Regions from separate parts of the Cricetulus griseus genome. Here region 1 is linked to region 2. The links are chromatin contacts, called in public Hi-C maps. All regions are on one chromosome and are shown on one strand. Each heading gives the region's core, a stretch centred on a gene start, on an enhancer-like site or on the middle of the called end of the contact. The rest is flanking DNA. Distances are from core to core; before and after follow the strand shown.

Region 1 (4,910 bases), core at 1,084-3,583, 200 kb after region 2:
CCTGCTGGCTTTTATACTCCAGAAAGCTGTTGGGAAACTTCATCTTTTTCAGTTGAGTTTCAGAGTCTTGCCTTGATTATATGACATAATAATAGTGACTTTCCAATTCATCTGTGAAATATTGTTTTTTTCATTGTGGTGGTTACTGGTGAGAGCTTCAGAGGGGGGAAGGGCTACTGTCCTAGGTAAATAAAAATGCAGCTGAAACAACCTAGAGCCCTGACTGACTACTCAAGTCGTAAATTCCAAGCCCTTACTTGTTTACATCCTGAGGGTGGGGGCAGTCAAACACAAGCTCATCCAAGTTCATCAAGGGTTTGGGACCTTGGCTTTAAATTGACTCTTTCCAAGTAGTATTCAGCCCTAGCGTTCCAAGTCGTTTTTGCCATCACAATGACAGAGTTGGGGGGGGAGGCGAGGGACAGGTGTTCTTGATGTTGTTCTTTCATTTGAAAGAGTAATGTTTTCAGAGTTAAACTGGCTTAGTCCCGTGGGAGTGGGGTTGAACCCCTCGAGGTCACACGAGGGAGGGGCTCCATTTCCAGGAGAAGTCGTGCTCTTCCCCACCCCCTATCCCGAAAGCCCTCCCAGCCCTCTGCCAAAACCAAGCGAAGGAATAAAAAGACGCCCAGCTTGAATCTCCCTTTTACAGACTGGGCAGCCTCATTTCACTGGGACGAGATGCATTCCAAGAACGCCTCTGTGGTCGGCCAGAAGAGGAAAATTCAGCATGACAAATATTCCGAAGAAAACTAATACAGGTCCCAGGATTCCGGACTCAAACAGGTGAAACGACAGACGACAGACGTGGCAGGAGAGGAGCGAGTGCACACACTGTCTGTGCTGGAGCACCGAACCTTTCCTAAGTCCCTTTCTTATCTTCCTGAACCCCCTGCCTTCAAGTGACTCCGCCAGGAGCGAGGAGATTCAACCTTGAGGGCGGTGGAGCCCAACTATGTGCGCCCAAATCCAAAGTAAACACCCAGTCTTCATTAGCAAGTGATTCTTAACACCACACTCACGTTTTGGTTTGGGTTTTTTTTTTTTTTTTTACTTTTTTTTTTTAAGTACTGTTTGTAGAGATGAGGGCGAAAACATATTCCGGCTGGAAAATTACTGATCACGCACTAGGAAGGTAGTGGGGATGGGAAAAGGAGTTACAAGACCGAAATAAAGACCGATTGCCATTTCCCCTCCCGGTGGGCCAAGGGCCTGGGTGCCACTTTTAGAGAACTAGGGTCCCACCGCAGTGCTCCATTTCCCAGCACACGGTCACCTCCCAGCAAAGTCCCTCTGAGTGGACTGGCCAGCTCGAAACCTAAACTGAAGGGAGCGAGTTGTCCTGTGACCTTTACCTCGCCGCTTCACCTCTTTATGACTCATTTTTCTCATCTTCAAACTGAGAGTGCGAGTGCGTAGCCTGTAAAGAGCTTTGAGATTCCTGGTGAAAGGTATCTCTGCGCCTGGATTCCTCCTTGCGCTCCCACTCCCCGCAAGTAAATCTGGAATCCTTTAACTCCCTTCCTTGCTCTTTCCATTATCAAAACTGTAACTACGTGCCCATCCTGGCCTTTTTACTCCATAGCAGACCCTACTCGGAGCTCCTGAGACTCCTAGCCCCCCGTCACCCGGCCCCTATCCCCAACCCTGCAAGAGGCCCCACGGGCACAGCCCGGCCTCTGCGTGCGTATGCGAGGGAGGGCGGGCTGGATGAGTCACGCGGATAATCGCGCTCTTGGGTGAGCAGAGTCGACAGGAGCAACCGCGAGCAGGAGTAGGGGCTCGCCGCCGCCCCTCTCCCCACCAACCCTGTCCTGGCAAGGGTTCCCGTGACCGGGCTTTCGACCGTGGCCGCACAGAGGACCCTAAATCGCCGTGCCACTGAAGCAACGCCGGGATCCTAGCGCCGAAGCCGCCGTCGCCGCCACCGCCGCCGGCGTCAGCACGGCTCCAGCCCGCCAGCTGCCCGGCTGGCGTCACGGCCCAGCCCCGCCCCGCCCGTGCCCCTCCCTCGCCCCCGCCCCCACGTGCGCGGAGTTTGTTTATTTAGCTGTCATGGCAACGCGCAGGGGGGCTGCGGGAAGGCGGGGAGAAGAAAGGCAAGGGGCGGGGCCTGGCGGCGGAGCCCCGCGCGCCACGGGGAGGAGGCGGGGGAGCGAGCGAGCGAGAAGTTATAAGTAAGAAGCGCGCGGCGGCCGCCGGCAGTTCCCCGGCCGAGAGAGCGAGCGCGGCTCCGGGCGCGCGGGAGCAGAGGCGGTGGCGGGCGGCGGCGGCACCGGGAGCCGCCGAGTGCCCCTCCCCGCCCCTCTGGCCCCCCACCCAGCACCCGCCCGTGACCCGCGCCCATGGCCGCGTGCACCCGGCGCAGCCCCCAGGACTCCGCACCCCGCGCCACCGCCCAGCTCGCAGTTCCGCGCCACCGCGGCCATTCTCACCTGGCGGCGCCGCCCGCCCACCGCCCGGACCACAGCCCCTGAGCCGCCGACAGCCACAGTGGCCGCGACAACGGTGGGGGACACTGCTGAGTCCAAGAGCGTGCAGCCTGGCCATCGGACCTACTTATTTGCCTTGCTGATTGTCTATTTTTTTAAGAGTTTACAACTTTTCTAAGCATTTTTGTATACAAAGGAACTTTTTTAAAAAGACATCTCCGGTTTATATTGAATCCAAAGAAGAAGGATCTCGGGGAATTTGGGGTTTTTGGTTTGGGGTTTCGTTTCTAAAGTTGTTTTTAATATTCGTTGACTTTGGGGTTCGGGTACCCCTCTCTCTTCTTCGGACTCCGGAGGACCTTCTGGGCCCCCACATTAATGAGGTAGGTAAGATGCTGGGCTAGGGGAACATTAAAGGGTGAGAATTGGTGGGAAACCTCGGAGCAGTGGCCAGGGTAGCCCCTGACTCCTGGTCCCTGTGCGCCCCGCCCGGCCCGCAGGCAGCCACCTGGCGAGTCTGACATGGCTGTCAGCGACGCTCTGCTCCCGTCCTTCTCCACGTTCGCGTCCGGCCCGGCGGGAAGGGAGAAGACACTGCGTCCAGCAGGTGCCCCAAATAACGTGAGTGTCGCGCTAGTGCCCGGTAGATTTCTGGGGATGTTATGGGGTGGATGGGCAGAATCCAGGGGTCAACCAGGAGCCCCTGGCTAGGACAAGAATTGCCCTCCGTTGAGACTCTACAGCCTTCCCAGGGTGGCTCCTCGGCCCTTGAGTCGGCCTTAAGTGCGTGTGGTCCCGGCACTACGGTACCGCCAGGGGCGCACAGCGGTTCCTCGCTGGTCTCCCGGCGTCCGGGCCGTGGGGTGGGTGCACGAGGACCACTGGTGGCCAAGTCTCGAGACCCTCTGGGCACGAGTGAGCTTAGCGCGTAGGAGACCGGGTGGCTACGGTGCATGGGAGAAAGCCACAATGTCCTAGTGTCCCAATTCCGTGGGCGGCTGGAGCGTCTCGAGGATCTGGCTGGGAAGAAAATTGGGCTGGCGGAGGTGCCGCACTAGTTTGAGGTGGAACCGACGGGCCGCCTCTTACCCGGGTGCTGGCTGAGATTGAAGCGCTGGCACCTGGAGTCCCTGGAGCTGCCTTCCTGCCCTGTCCAGTTCCTATGGCAGGAGTCTGGTGTGCTTCATCCAAGTCGATACTAGGAGTGGCAGCAAGGGGCTACAACTAACCACTTCTCTCTCCCTCTCTGTCCTTGGCAGCGCTGGCGAGAGGAGCTCTCTCACATGAAGCGACTTCCTCCACTTCCCGGCCGCCCATACGACCTGGCGGCCACCGTGGCCACAGACCTGGAGAGTGGTGGAGCTGGCGCAGCTTGCAGCAGTAACAACCCGGCCCTCCTACCCCGGAGGGAGACCGAGGAGTTCAACGATCTCCTGGACCTAGACTTTATCCTCTCCAACTCGCTATCCCACCAGGAATCAGTGGCCGCCACTGTGACCTCCTCGGCCTCAGCTTCATCCTCGTCCTCCCCGGCGAGCAGCGGCCCTGCCAGCGCGCCCTCCACCTGCAGCTTCAACTATCCGATCCGGGCTGGAGGTGACCCGGGCGTGGCTGCCGGCAACACAGGTGGAGGGCTCCTCTACCCCCGAGAGTCTGCGCCACCTCCCACGGCCCCCTTCAACCTGGCGGACATCAATGACGTGAGCCCCTCGGGCGGCTTCGTGGCCGAGCTCCTGCGGCCGGAGTTGGACCCAGTGTACATTCCGCCACAGCAGCCTCAGCCGCCAGGTGGCGGACTGATGGGCAAGTTTGTGCTGAAGGCTTCGCTGAGCACGCCTGGCAGCGAGTACAGCAGCCCGTCGGTCATCAGTGTTAGCAAAGGCAGCCCGGACGGCAGCCACCCTGTGGTGGTGGCGCCCTACAGCGGTGGCCCGCCGCGCATGTGCCCCAAGATTAAGCAAGAATCGGTCTCCTCCTGCACAGTCGGCCGGTCCCTAGAGACCCATTTGGGCGCTGGACCTCAGCTCAGCAACGGGCACCGGCCCAGCACACACGACTTCCCCCTGGGGCGGCAGCTCCCCACCAGGACTACCCCTACCATGAGTCCCGAGGAACTGCTGAACAGCAGGGACTGTCACCCTGGCCTGCCTCTTCCGCCAGGATTCCATCCCCATCCGGGGCCCAACTACCCTCCTTTCCTGCCAGACCAGATGCCGTCTCAAGTCTCATCTCTCCATTACCAAGGTCAGTGGGGGAAGGGATTGGTAGAGCTGCTGCTGGGGAGTTTTGCCTATGGGATGGGGGGAAGTTCTCGGAGACTCCTGAATGAAAGTTGACCCCCCACTTTCTTTACCTAGAGCTCATGCCACCGGGTTCCTGCCTGCCAGAGGAGCCCAAACCAAAGAGGGGAAGAAGGTCGTGGCCCCGGAAAAGAACTGCCACCCACACTTGTGACTATGCAGGCTGTGGCAAAACCTA
Region 2 (5,059 bases), core at 2,146-4,645:
AAGCTAGTACCCTGGGTTGTAAGCACAGTATTTTGTGCCAGGCTCTGGGCTGGTGACAAGAATACAACTAAAAACAAGACTGTCTTAAACATCCATGAGCTCAAGGTCTAGAGGAGCAAGCTGCTGTGCAAAGGAAAATTGGTTCAACCTATGTTAGTGGCTATCGCTGATATCCCTAAAATGAGCCAACAAAGTGCTGATCCTCCCAGTAAATCCTGGAAGGATTTAATAAGAAACTGACATTGGAGTTGGCTAAGAGAATGGGTTTCACCAGGTAGAAGGAATGAGAAAGACAGTTACAAGGGCTATATCATATCTGGAGACAAGGTGTGAAGACAGCCCTAGCATGTTCAGGGAAGGGAAAGCTTCCCTCTGTAAGTTGCCTGGAAGCTGTATGTGAGGTGGGGAGATTGAGGGATGGAAAGAACAGCAAGACTGTGTGATGGAGGCCCACATCACAGCAGCAGTGAGCTTAGCAGGGAGACTGGGAAAAAGCAAGCTTGCTGACTTTCTCTCCCACAGTCTGAAGCAAGGAGGCCTCCGCTCTGGCAAGGTAATAGCCTTCACACAGACCTCAGACAGACAGAGCCTGTGGTGACACAGAAAAAGGATCCCCTCGGAGTCTCCTTGGAGGAGTTTGGATTTTGTGCCCTGTGGTTTAGTTTCTGCATGACTAAAGTAATGCTAACAGATCCCAGGATCTGCAAGGTGCCCTGATACAGAACAGACTGGCAGGGAGCACCTGAACATTGGGACCAATTGGGGTATTTCTTGATGAGCATCCCTGCCTCTTGGGAAGATGCCCTTGATCCTGGTTCTACAGCAAGAACTGTCTCTGTTGTTTATAGATATGACTTATTCATGTGTGCACATGTGGCTACATGCACATATTACCGGGTCTTTAAAGCACTTCAGCAATAATTTGTGTGTAAAATCTCTCTAAGGATGGCAGCCAACAGGCAGAACAGAACTCACTGATGTGGTTTGAATGGGTCCCCCAAAAGTTCACATGTGGGAAACATAATCCCCCAAGCCAGAGATTGATGCTATTTGGAGATGGGGCTTTGGGGGAAGTAGTTAATAATAGATGAGGTCATGAGAGATGAATTGCATGATGGGATCAACAGCTCTGAATGAAGAGAAAGAGCAACTATATATGCTATGACACAGCACTAGGGATCTCATGAGATGTTGATGCCATGCCCTTGGACTTTAAATCCTCTAAAGCCATGAGTTAAAGAAACCTGTTGTTTGGGAGATTGTTTTGATTTTTTTTAATATGGCATCTCCTCATGTAGCCAGTTGGCCTCTAATTCAACATGTAGCAGGGATGGTCCAGCTGCCTCCATCTCCCAAGTACAAGGATGACAAGTGCATACCACTATACCTGGCTGCCCTATCGTTTATAACTTACGGAGCCAGTGGTATTCTCTTGTCTCAGGAAACACAAACTAGGGTGCTGAGTTTGGTATTAAAAAAAAAATAACAGGTGACACTCTACACTTCTATAGAGAGCTAGAAATACTGAAACCCAAGACTGAAAAGCCAAGTGACTTCATACCCAAGGGCTGGCTACACATTGCTTAAAGATATCATAGCTTTCTACTGTTGTAAGAATGTACCATGAGAGAGGCATTTCATTACCAATGTCAAATGGGATAAGAACATGAATTTCTCCCTTTTCTGGCATCTATGAAACTTGTGGAAGGGCTAAATGAAGTGAGTCATCCAAGGTTGGCTACTAGAAGCTCAAGACAATGAAATCTGCTGCAGAAACATCCACAGTTGGCCAATCTGTCTTTTTTGCCACAAGTCACATCTCAGAAGTTCAGTGTGTGAGGATGTATCTATGACCTTTTTAGCAATGAAAAATTAAGCAGTTAGCCATTCAGAAAGGTTATTTATAAATCATTATTTGCAAATTGTTCAAAGCAGGATAACTGATTGGCTTTACTGAAAGCATAACCACAATTGTAAGTCCTGTGTGCTTCTTCGATCCACTCTTTGTCAATGAGAATATGGGTATTATTATGCTAAATGGCTTAGGAGGGGCCAGGCATCCATAGAGGACCCCTGAGTTGTGACTCTAGGTTCCATGTGAGCCACTTCATTTGTGGTTTTTATCTAGGAAGTAAGATTGACACAGATACAGTTGGGGCTGTCTGTGGTTCTGAGTTTAAGCTCAGGATTCAAAAGACATCTATGGCAAGCTGGCAACAAGAACTTTCTGTGAGTAGTCACAGTGTGGTTTTCAGCTTTAACTGAGAAAATCTGGGCAGAATAGATGCTTGATCATAAACTCATCCCCGGGAGCACATCCAAGGACATGGGAAATGCTTGGTCTGGCCCACATCAAATCTGAAAGTTTCTCCTGCATTGTTTCATTGCATTTATACCATTGTTGTTAGTCAAGATTTTTTCTAGAGAAACAAAACCAATAGTAGGATCCATCTACCTATTGATCTATATGCTTTATCTATATGTGTATACTAGCACATATGTATAAGTTCATATGTATATGTGTGTGAGTTGGATCGTGCACTTGTAAAGCGAGTGGTTCTGAAATCTGTAGGGAGGGTGGGTGGGTGCAATCAAGGTCAAGTGTGGTGGTGCACACTTATAAGCCCAGGACTTAGAATGCAACAGCCAAAGGGCCATAAGTTCAAAACCAACTTACACTACAAGGCGGGGTGGGGAGGGACTATCTCACAAAAATAGATAAATAAAAGTAAGCAAAACAAAAAACAAAAAACAAAAAAAATCCTCATTCAAGAATTAATGCTGTAGTCCTGAGTCAGAATTTTATCTTTTCCAAGAAACTAGTTTTTGTTCTTGAGACACCCCACAGATGAACTAGCCCGATAAAGCCACACAACCTCTTTCATGTGAGGTCACCCAATCGTAGATGGCTAATCACATCTACAAATACCTTCACAGAAACACACAGATTAATGTCTGCTTAGATAGCTGAGTACTACACACTGGCTTGATTCAAAACACTGTCACACCAAGTTTCTGCTGCTGTTCAACGTCTGTGATTTCCCTGGATTTGGGACAACCAGGCAGTAAGAGGACAGTATTTCTTCCAAGTTCGTAAGCTGAATGAAGCTCTCCAGATCAACCACACTACTGTGGGCTTTGTTATTGTATATTTGTTTCCTTAGATTTGAAATTCAGTTTGCCAGGTATCTTCTCACATCAATTAGGAAGCACAAATTTGAGAGTCCTGGGTGGGGAGGTAAATTTTTAAGTCCCTTTGAACAGGTTTTTATGATCCTGCCCTCTGATTGCCCTAAAATAAACCAAATCACCTTCCTCCAAATACTTCATGACCAAGAGATGATTCATGGTGCAAGAATGAAGAAAATACTCAGAATCCTAATTGCTTCCTCTACCACAACCTCGGGTGACTTACAAAACAAAACTCTCCAGATGGATAACATGGTGGAAGCAGGAGCCAGAAGCCATCCCTTTGAACGTGAGCAAACAGTTGTGGCATTCCTTTCTCCGTTTTGTGAAAAGAGCACATCTGGGTGGAAGGAACCGGCTTTCTGCATTTAGCTTGCATGTTTCAAATGCCTTCCTTGTTGGCAGGTAGACAGCCTGGCCATTTCTTTCTTGTTAACAAATTAGATGGAGTTCTCAAACATGAAAGACAGAGAGTAAAGTCCAGCTTGAGAGGCATGTACAACAACTGTCAATAACTGTTAATAAGAACATAAACTGGCATGTCACTCTAAAACCAATAGGACAATGCAAAAGCTCAAAACACTATTCTCCAGAAATCTCTCTCCTGGGTATGTATGTGTACTGGTGACTTTTCTTCTCACTATTGGAAAGAATCTGAAAGAAGCAACTCAAGGAAGAAATGATTTATGTTTGCATACAACTTCCAGGGATATAGTTCATCATGACAGGGCAAGCATGGCTACCCAAGTGGTTCAGTTCTTGGTGGTGGCAGAAGCTTGCAGACTATTCTATTCATATGTTGGCAGATCAGGAAGTAGAGTGCTTGAGTCAGAACCAGAAGTGGACATCAGCTTCCAATCTTCCTGTCTCTTGTGACCCACTTGCTCCAGTTAGGATCTGCTTCTTAGCGGCTCCACAACCTCCCAAAGTGGCAACACCTGCTGAAAACAAAATGTTCAAATGCATTAGATTGCTAGGAAACATTTCCAATTCAAACTATAACAGTATTCAACAGAAATATGCACACTGAAATGTTCACAGCTGTGCCGTTCATAACCGCAACTCAACTACCTGTCAGTCATAAGATGGATAAATAAATATGGCCACACATTATCATACTCTGAGAAGAATGATGATCTGCTGCTACATTGACATCAGAGAAGATGGTTGTAGACATAACACCAAGCCAGAGAAGCCAACTACACCACAAAGGACTCATGACGGCATTTTTATTCCTACACGGTCTACAAGAGGGCAGAATGTGTGAACAGTGTAGGGAGTCACGGGATACTTATTGTAGGAAGGGTCATATTACAAGCAAGGGTGCTTCTTTATGGATTGAGATGTTTGGTTATAGTGATGTCTAATAAATTACCCCAAACGTAGGAGCTTAATGTAACAACTGCTTCATTGCCTGTCATGATTCTCTGAGTCAGGAGGTCATGGCTAGGCTAAGCAATTCTTGTGCTTCATGTGGTTTTAACTGAGGCCTCCCAATGGCCCAAGAAAAGTCTCCTCACAAAGTCTGTGCTTTAGCCAGCATCAGCATAAGTCTGCCCACTACCAGCTGTGGACAGTATGGCTGTACATGACCCCTAGGGCAGTCAAGACCCTCTCTGGGCAATTAAGATTCCAGGTGTTTCTAGAAGCAGTTGCTAAGAAACCCACCAAGAAGCTTCCTGTCATTATGTGGTAGACTTTGGGGAGCCCCTTTTGAGGGCCTTACCCTGCCTGGGGAATGGAGGGGAATGGCTAGGGGCAGGTGGGATGTTGGGGGGAAGGGGAGGGAGAGGGAGAAGGGATTGACATGGGAAGCAAGCTTGTTCCTAATTTGAACTAATAAAAGAATAAAATAAAAAATAAAAATAAA

What was found. Hi-C and Micro-C count contacts between places; a contact is called where the count stands out from the background.
Region 1: a contact with region 2 is called in a Hi-C map of fibroblasts, with 6 times the contacts expected there. The contact joins the promoter of Klf4 here to the enhancer-like site in region 2. A contact is called at or near these places in 2 of 8 Hi-C or Micro-C datasets (the CHO-K1 cell line and fibroblasts).

What each region holds. Positions count from the first base shown.
Region 1 is chr2:88,330,029-88,334,938 of CriGri-PICRH-1.0, forward strand. Klf4 (Krueppel-like factor 4) reads left to right here and starts at 2,334. Exons shown (of 4, transcript XM_035439874.1): 1 at 2,334-2,815; 2 at 3,692-4,676; 3 at 4,790-4,910. The coding sequence starts at 3,716.
Region 2 is chr2:88,124,001-88,129,059 of CriGri-PICRH-1.0, forward strand. No RefSeq gene overlaps it. Among named protein-coding and RNA genes, the nearest start is that of Klf4, 210 kb to the right of the region's middle. Within about 2 kb of position 3,396, at least 2 of the 6 cell types and tissues checked have open chromatin away from gene starts, as enhancers often do. A contact at or near this core is called in the CHO-K1 cell line and fibroblasts, where this site is marked.